Regions from separate parts of the Mus musculus genome. Here regions 1 and 3 are each linked to region 2. A link is a contact called in public Hi-C data. All regions are on one chromosome and are shown on one strand. Each heading gives the region's core, a stretch centred on a gene start, on an enhancer-like site or on the middle of the called end of the contact. The rest is flanking DNA. Distances are from core to core; before and after follow the strand shown. Region 1 has its middle 22 kb from the start of Gm34409. Region 2 has its middle 53 kb from the start of Mylip. Region 3 has its middle 5.0 kb from the start of Gm40932.

Region 1 (2,736 bases), core at 120-2,619, 390 kb before region 2:
TATTCTAGGCATCTTGAGCGGCCATGAGTCTCTGCATTCACTGCCGTTGACTGCAAGGAGAAGCTTCTCTGGTTAACCTGAGAGTAACGTTTGACTACGATTACAAACACAAGTATTTAGACTGAAGTTCAGGGCCATGTTAACGCAGCTAAACAAGAGTGGGCCCTATGACCTCCAGAATAAACATATAATTCTGTGTTCTGGAAACAATGGTAATCTTGGCTTCTTTGACACCTCTTTCAACTTAAAAAAAAAATTACTGTTCTGGTTAGGACCTGGCTTAATGTTAATATTTAGTAATGTCACCCAAACTGCCTACCTTTTTTTTTTTCCCTCTTAAAGGAAATACTTGTAAGATTTTTATCATTAATGTGAATTCCCCTCTGAAAATACTGAAAATAGGTAAGGGTGTATGTGTGTGTGTGTGTGTGTGTGTGTGTGCACACGCACGCGTGTGCGTGATATTTAAGTGAAATGGCTGTGTCCAGCCTGCTTTCCCTAAAGATGAAATAATTCTCCTTCCTATCAGTGTTTTTGCCAGCAATAAGCTTTCCACACATTTAAAAAAACCCTCTACTTGCTGTATAGTAGGGTATAAAATGAAATCTAATGATTATTTTAATTTACATTTTCTCTACTGCTCATAAGTTTCATCATCCTGTTGGTGATTTGAGTTTGCCTTTTTTTTCCTCATTCTTTTTTTCAAACTTGGAAGAGATAGTTGTTTTGAACAAACCCCATATGTTTATATTTCTATATTCCCCATTTCTTAAAAATTTCCCCAAGGCTGCATAGTTCCTATCTTCATTGTGAAATTATTGCCCTTTGTAAGTCCTTCCTTAGTCAGGCAGTCTGACCTCACTTCCTTATTGATTCTAATACTTCTTTTGGTAACATGGCGTTTGATATTCTCTAACTCAATGTGTATGTCGGCTGTTTCATTTCCTACTCTAATTTTAATTGTTCAAATTTGCAACATTGAATAATAAGTTCAATGTCAACATACATGTCTGGTTTTAGAGTTTAATAAAAAATGGTTAGAGCATTTTATCTTGTAGGATAGTATCTAGATCTTTGGGAATTAGGCGTTATTATATGTATTTCCTTTTTGATTGTTTTCAGAGGTTGACTGATACATTTTGCCAGTTAACCTATTGGCACAGGCTTTGGTTTTTCCTTTGAATTTGCTCATACAATAGATTGTGTTGGTAGACTGTGATTAAGTTGTCAGAGTCAAACTTAAAGCGACCGACAGAAGGAAATCATCTAACAGACCCAGAAAGCTAAGCGATGAATCAGAGACATCGGAGACCTCACACTCTGGCAGGAGGAGGTGATTTTTAGCATAATCTTGTCCTGTCAAAAAGAATTTCCACCTTTTCCAAAGGCAGAGAGAGAGGGTTTGGAGGTGTGAAAAGAGGAGCGTCAGAGCTGTCTTACACTGCATCCTGACAGCATGCTTTTATCTTATCAACCCCTTCACAGTGGCTTTAAAACACAGCCTGTCCTCCAATCATTATAATCGCTGTCGTAGCCTTCTGTGCATGGTTATATGCTGGACACTCTATGTTCTCCACAGCACCCACAAGGCTGATAGTCCTACCTCACTATTGTCCGACAATGAGAAAAGCCAAGGTTAGAGGAGGCAATCCAGCTAACAGCAGCCATGTAGCATGCAAGTGATGCAGCCAGAATTAAAAATTCCTGTACAGGTAAAGGCTATATACCTGGTATGTGTGTGTATGTGTGTGTGTGGTGTGAATATGAGTTTGTGTGTATGTGTGAATTTGTGTGTGTGTGAGTGTGTGGTGTGAATGTGTGTATGTGAATTTTTTGTGTATGTGTGTGTGGTGTGAATGTGAGTGTGTATATGTGTGAGTTTGTGTGTGTGTTAATGTGTGTTAGTGTGTGTATGTGTGAGTTTGTGTGTGTGTGTATGTCTGTATATATGTGTGTGTGTGAATCTGTGCATGTGTGAGTTTGTGTGTATGTGTGTGGTAGGAATTTGTGTGTGTTTGTGAATGTGTGAATCTGTGAGTTTCTGAGTGTGAGTATGTGTTTGTGAATGTGTGAGTGTATGTGTGTGAGTTTGTGTGTATGTGTGTTTCTGTGCATGAATGTGTGTGTGTGTTTGTGTTAATGTGTGTGTATGAGCGAGTTTGTGTGTATGTGTGTATGTGTGTGTGGTGTGAATATGTGTGTATGTGTGAGTTTGTGTGTGTGTGTGTATGTATGTGTGTGTGTGTGTGTGTGTGTGTGTGTGTGTGTGAGAGAGAGAGAGAGAGAGAGAGAGAGAGAGAGAGAGAGAGGTGATGGCAGCAATCTCAAGAGTCAATCCTGCTTTCCGCCATTTTTGAGACAGAATTTCTCTTGCTATTTGCAGCTGCTTATGCCATCTGGCCAAGAAGCTTCTGGGAATTCTCCCATCTCTGCCTCCCAGACTCATAGGAGAGCACAGATAGACACATTTTTATAGCCCACGTGAACCATCTTTGCCCACATGGGAAGGGTACCTCTCCTTTCAGGAGCTTCTTAACTTATCCGTGTTTTACAGACTTTCTTTGGGCAAGCAAATTCCTTCAGAATAAGTTAAGTCCCATTTAGCATAAAAACTTCTGTCCCCTGTGCCCAAGCACATAAGTGGTCTTGTGGAACCAGATGGTCTGGCTGAAGGACACTGTGGGCTCTCAGCTACTGCTCCAGTGCTCTGCCTGCCTGCCTGCTGCCATGCTCCCT
Region 2 (3,182 bases), core at 119-2,618:
AGCTTCGAGCCAACAGTAAACACTGCCTTCCTTCAAGTTGTTTTTATCAATTGTTTTGTCACAGTGCTGAGACACATACTAATGTGACAGGCGAGGCCCAGTAGCCAGCACTGTAGAGTTTTGCTGCAGTATGTTGTCTTCTGAGCATTAACAGCCATTGGTGATCCAGCCTGTTGGTGTTTTCCTCACAGAGGGGTGGGGTGGGGTGGGGAGGGTTGGTCCGCCTTCCCAGAGATTCTAGCCAATCACGCCTCATTGCGGTCACCTCCCAGCTGTATGTAATTCTGCCTCAGCTGAACAGTTATGTTGGAAGGTACCAGAAAATGTATAGCATTGCGGTTCACCGAAGGCCTGGACTCTATGATATAGCTTCTAGGAGTCATTAGGCATGATGGGGTGGCCCTTTTCAGGGATGCAGATGTTTATGAGTCACCTCTGATCCTGTAGGTAGCTCCCAGTCTGTGCCCCCATAAGTTCCATCAATTCATTTGATTCACCAAATTGGACCTGGGTGACATTTTTTTTCCCTTTGGTTTGTTGTAGGAAGAACCGTTGCTGTGATCCGTCCTCTGTGCCCTGTCTGAAATGAGATGTGTATTCCCCAGAAAAGTCCTTGTAACAGGTACACTTCAGCCAGACCCACAGTGAAGGGTCGTGACTCACCATGGCGCCTTTTCCTTTCTTTGCTAGGAATTTGTCCCAGCAATGGGCAACATTACTACTTTTCTTCTGTCTATTTTTTCTTCAAATTAAAATTTAAGAATAGGAACACGCATGTTACGAAAGCCCTCCTACCACCTGGCTTTTGGAAAACTTGATTTGCGGGAGCAAGCTGTTCGTTCCCAGCGTGCTTTTCCACTTACATTTGTTTTGTTGTGGGTATTGGCTGTGTTGTTTAGGAAATCCAATCTCGCTCCTTACCTCTAGTCATTAAAACGATGTTGGGTTAATGGAAGTTATTAACCAAACACTTTTCCATTTAAAACTGGAGCTTAGATATGTATTTTAGTGTAAATCAATTAAAAGTCAAGATGCTTGTATTTGGCTTGAAATGCATTGCCCAAGGGCTTTGAGTGACATCTGAACTAGAATAACCCCTATCCCAAGCCTTGCTTCTAACTTCATGCTTGGCTCACAAGAGTTCCTTGTTTGCACAAACCACTCCCGACTGCAAAATGGGGGAGGGGGAAGGTTAAAGCTGGAAACACACACCTCACAGAAGGGTGGAGTGGAGAGGGTTGCTCTGCCCTCCCAGAGATTCTAGCCAAACAGTCCTGACTGAGGTCGCCTCACTTGTGCTAAGTCCTTCTGCTAAGTCCTTCTCAACTGACCTGTCACCTAATGCTGTAAGATCCTATGAAGCAATGTACAGGCGGTTGGATCCAGTCAAGAAAATTGGTTGGAGTCTCTACTGCCACCTCGAGGTTATTGAGCTGAACTACAAAAATGAGAAAAAAATAAACTACCAGGCATTTTATGGTTTGTTTGTTTGTTTTTTGGTTTTTTTTTTTCCATTACAAACTAACTAGCATAATAGGAAATCCTTGAGAGGAGTGGATAGTCCTCAGAAAAGTGGGAAATTCCATCAAGGAATGGGCCAACGAGCCAGAAAGATGGCCTGTCCCAAAATCATCCCTCCTGAGCTACAATGGCTAAGCTTGACTCAGCAGCTACATCTTAAAGCTCTATGGGCCAAGGGCTGCTCCACAGGGAGAGGCTGTCAAGCCCCCATGTGGCTTCCCAAGGAGGAGGGGCTCATGAAACAAGCAGGAATGAGTATGTCGGGCATTTCCTGGCTGTAGAACGGATGGCAATCCGATCATGTTGGTGGGCTTTCTGCCGCCATGAGGGAACAACTGGAGAAAGCAGCTTAAACGAGGGACCTTTTGTTGTGAATGCTGACTTCACAGGTCCTGGGCCTGTGGTCAGACAGTGAACCACAGCAGAGTGTGTGAAAACAAGGGGCTGCAAGCTCCAGTAGCCAGGGGTGCAGAGACACAGGAAACATCTGGGCTTCTAATTTATCACTTTTAAGGGTGTGCCAGGGACCCAACTTCCCGGCACTGGGCCCCACCTCCTAAAGGTTCCAACACCCCCTGATGCCTCCTCAAGACACCCATGGTCTTTGTGAGGCAGTTAAGATCCAAACTATAAAACCGTTTACCATTCTCTATGTCCTAGAATCTAGACTCTTAGCTTGTTCTTTGATGCATTTAGACAAGACAGAAGTGAGATACAACATGGAGATTTAATGTTCCCTCATGATTTTATATCCACGGGAGGCCATTCCCCCCCCTCCCCCAATATTTAGAAAATGCATCTTAAAAACCTCCCCATCTGAGACACTGCGGAGGAGGGGAAAAGGAGTGGTAAACTGTAGTTTTCTCCCACGAGCTATTTTAGGAGAACTGTCATCTATGATTGAGATTTTGCGTCTCATTCGGGCTTCTGTCTACTTTGTTTCTGAAGAGCTCTTAGTTTTCCGTGCCCTTCCTGTGTGTCCAAAGCCATCTCAGACTGACCCAAGACTCTGATGACCTTTGACTTGCGGAGCTTGGGAAGAGGGTTAGTTCTTAGCCGGGGGGTGGGGTGGGGGGGTGGGGGTGGGGGGTGAGGGGTACCAAGAGTCCCCCCCCACACCCCATGGACCTTCTGTGGGGAGTTTTGGGATGACCTCTTTCTGCCTCACATGCCTGTGGTCATGGACAGAGCTATTTTCTGTATCTTGCCAATCCTTACCTTCTAGGCAAATGATGATCAGAGGGCCAGCTCATTAGTGACAACCCATGGTTTGGCCTCCAAATGGCAAGCTGTCTTTCACAAGCAAATATGAGTGTTTATGACAGGAGCAGAGAAGGGAACAAATGCCCTTGTGGGTGCTGTGTGTGATATAACCAACCGGCTGGGGTAGCATCCAGTGTCATCTGAGGTTAGTGAGCAAACTTCACAGGGAGATCCTCAGTGTTGGTCTTCCCTATGGAGTGATTTGATTCCTCAGGGAACTGCCTGCAAGCAGCTTTCCTTTCTGTAACTAAAGCGAGCGCTTTATGCCAGCATCGCCCACAGTTGTGTCTATAGCCTATAGTCTTCTGTGGTTAGGTCTCTCCTTTTAAAAGTGATACTAGAGGCAGCACCGGCTCCAAGGATCTGAGAGCATTTCATGTTTCCAATGCAAGAAAATT
Region 3 (2,810 bases), core at 130-2,629, 340 kb before region 2:
ACTGTCTCAATCACAACCCCCAAGCAACAGAGCCAATCAAGCCCAAACTGAAACCCTTAAGACCAAAATGAACCTTTCCTCTTTTAGGCATTTGTTACAGAGGCAAACATCCTGCTGAACACACTAACCAAGCAATGAAGAACTATCTCATGATTGGAATTAACCTGAAGGCAGTAAGCTGTGTTCGTGTTAGCTGGCCTCCTGCTCATTAGGGCTCCTGCCCCCTCTGTTGGCTTGCCTGAGGCATAATTTGCACTTAGCACCCAATTCTTCTCAATCCCTTCTAGAAAAACCAATTTGCATGCCTTTTAATTAAACACACGCATTGCATTACTACCTCCCTAAGGGTTCTACTCCTGGTCTGCCTAACTCCCAGCTCTACCTAAGCCACAGAATCCTTAAAGAAAGGGTCAAGATTCCATTTGATAGAAGAACATTGGATGAGCAAATTGGAAGTAAAAGGATTGGAATTTAGATGTGTGCTGTCTAGCAAGAACATAATTCACCCATCTGTTCTGGCTTCAGATTCTTTATTTGTTAAATGATTAGGTTTGAGAACCAAGACATTAAAAAAAAATGTCCATCTGTGTGCCTGTGCTATATGCCCGTATGAAGGACAGTTTGCTGAGACCAGCGTCGCCTGGAGTTAGAGTTACAGGTGGTTGGAACCTGTGTGCTGTGGGTGGCAGAGACTCCAGTCCTCTGGAAGAGTAGCAAGTGCTCTTGTGTGCTGAGTCATTCTCTCAGCCATTGCAATCTAGATTTTTATATCTCAGGAGCTCAGGGATCATTTTTGGAGAAGACAATACTGTTACAACAACAACAACAACAAAAATGACATACAAAAACAACAACAACCCCTTCTATCTCAGACGTAATACAACTCTAATAATGAGAAGTTGAATCTACATCCACAGGGAGACATTTTGATGGTGTCTCACACCACACCTGGATATATGTGTGACCACAGAGGGGCAGGAGCTGGCGGGAGCTCAGCGTCTTTTGTGAAATGCAATGTGCTGACCTCTAAGATTCTCCCCACTGATTCCCCTCTCCTTCCCTCCTACTTTTCCCTTTGTTAGTATTTCTTCTCTTTCTCCTTTTCAACTCCTCCCTCCCTTCCCTTTCATTCCCTTCCTTCCTTTCTTTAGTTCTGACAGTTGAATCCTTGGACGATAGGCAAGTGCTTATAGATGAACAGCACCTCCAGATCACCCCTGACTCTAAAAGGTGCTTTGTAATCAAGGATTCAGGAGCTTAGAAAGGACTTCTGCAAGACCACACAGCTAGAATGTGGTAGTGTACCAAGTTCCCAGGAGTCCTGAGAGGGAAGTCTCAGCTTCTATACTTAGGTGTTTGCTAGCCTCTGACATTCCGTAATGACCAAAGAACCTGGGTTTTTCTAACTTCCTAGTTTCATTCTGTTGCTGTGGTAAAGCCCTGACAAAAGCCAACTCAGGGAGAAGAATGTTTATTTGTTTCTGTTTCCACAAGACCATGGAGGAGTGCTGCCAACAGGCTTGCTCTCTGTGGCCTATTCAGTGCCATGGAACATATTTACTTGGGTCAACTTCAGTTATAGATGAGGAAGAAACAGTCAGCTAGTGTCATGGAGGAGGAATGGAAAGATGCAGTGTTAATACTCCAGCCCTTCCCTATGGTATCATCAACTTGTCCTAATTGGCCAAAATAATCTTGGCTCTAAAACTGAAATTCCCAAGTCCGGCAAAACTCAATGCTAGGCAAACCTATATGGTTGTTTACCTGGAATTTCTATAATTAGGAGAATATAATTTCTATTCTATACAGTATAAAAATAAATAGCCTTCTGTTGATGTCACCTTGGAGGTTATGTCTGAGATAATTTGATGTCTAGGGAGAATTCAAAATTCATTTGTAGGCTTGTGGACAAGGAGACTTTCAGATGTCCTGAACCCCAGACACAGTAGGAATCACTGTGGTTATTAGTTGGGGGAATAGTGCTGTAGCTATATTCTCAAGAGCCAAAGCAATGAGCAATGATTCCAAACCAGTTCCCAATAATGCTCCAAATTGCAGTGTTGATTTGAAAGCAAGCTAAGACTGAGTGAAACCCAAATGATGTCCACAGAGAGTTGTTAGTTTAACCAGGAACTATAGTTCCTTTCAGCCAACCTGAGAAATATATCAGTGCAAAAATCTAGTCCAATTCCTGGGACCAACAGACGTCTCACCCAGTTTCGTCCAGCAGAGTGGCTCAACTGCAATCCATCCCACTGGGTGCCTGGCATTGGAAAGGATGGATGTGAGTTGGATGGTGGGGGAGGACACCGCTCTCAAGAACCAAGAGATGGGGAGCCTTTCCCTATTTGCTGATTCATGCCAGTGCCTGTACTGAAGGCAGATACAGGTTTTCACCACCCTTCCACCCTGAGCTGTTTACAGGCTCCTGCTAGTATGGAGCAGAATGGACATCAAGGTAGTTACACCATTGCCCTGTTCACAAGGGATGGCTCTGAACCACCTGTCTGATAGCCTACCCCAGGGGAACAAAGGAACTCTGAGGAGAAACTATCCAGTTCTTTTCCTGCGATAGGCTGAGGTCACACTGCTGGGGTTGCTGGGAGTAAGTTTGCACAGAACGCTCCCCTACCACTCTGTCGCCACACTGATGCTATCCCCACTGCTGGCTGCCCCAGCACTGTGAGCAGGCACTCTTGTCAAGACTGGGAACGAACACAGCAGGAGTGCTGTGCTTTCTGTCATCAGTTTTCCCAGGGAGAGCCTGGCTCTGAACCTCCAACTGGTCAGAGGAAAACTGCTTCAGGACC

What was found. Hi-C and Micro-C count contacts between places; a contact is called where the count stands out from the background.
Region 1: a contact with region 2 is called in a Hi-C map of bone marrow-derived macrophages, with 31 read pairs. The contact joins two enhancer-like sites. A contact is called at or near these places in 1 of 39 promoter capture datasets (neutrophils), 3 of 484 Hi-C or Micro-C datasets (bone marrow-derived macrophages, embryonic fibroblasts and nephron progenitors), 6 of 115 datasets of contacts at active chromatin or transcription factors (the HPC-7 cell line, acute myeloid leukemia, bone marrow-derived macrophages and 3 more) and 1 of 9 other capture datasets (embryonic stem cells).
Region 3: a Hi-C map of bone marrow-derived macrophages shows a contact between it and region 2, with 1.7 times the contacts expected there. The contact joins two enhancer-like sites. A contact is called at or near these places in 6 of 484 Hi-C or Micro-C datasets (the HPC-7 cell line, bone marrow-derived macrophages, cerebral cortex and 2 more), 9 of 115 datasets of contacts at active chromatin or transcription factors (DN3 thymocytes, the HPC-7 cell line, acute myeloid leukemia and 5 more) and 2 of 9 other capture datasets (bone marrow-derived macrophages and embryonic stem cells).

The regions. Positions count from the first base shown.
Region 1 is chr13:45,051,627-45,054,362 of GRCm38.p6, forward strand. No RefSeq gene overlaps it. Among named protein-coding and RNA genes, the nearest start is that of Gm34409, 22 kb to the right of the region's middle. Within about 2 kb of position 1,370, at least 4 of the 459 cell types and tissues checked have an H3K27ac peak or open chromatin away from gene starts, as enhancers often do. A contact at or near this core is called in bone marrow-derived macrophages, where this site is marked.
Region 2 is chr13:45,441,368-45,444,549 of GRCm38.p6, forward strand. No RefSeq gene overlaps it. Among named protein-coding and RNA genes, the nearest start is that of Mylip, 53 kb to the left of the region's middle. Within about 2 kb of position 1,369, at least 140 of the 459 cell types and tissues checked have an H3K27ac peak or open chromatin away from gene starts, as enhancers often do. A contact at or near this core is called in bone marrow-derived macrophages and microglia, where this site is marked.
Region 3 is chr13:45,100,557-45,103,366 of GRCm38.p6, forward strand. No RefSeq gene overlaps it. Among named protein-coding and RNA genes, the nearest start is that of Gm40932, 5.0 kb to the right of the region's middle. Within about 2 kb of position 1,380, at least 13 of the 459 cell types and tissues checked have an H3K27ac peak or open chromatin away from gene starts, as enhancers often do. A contact at or near this core is called in bone marrow-derived macrophages and microglia, where this site is marked.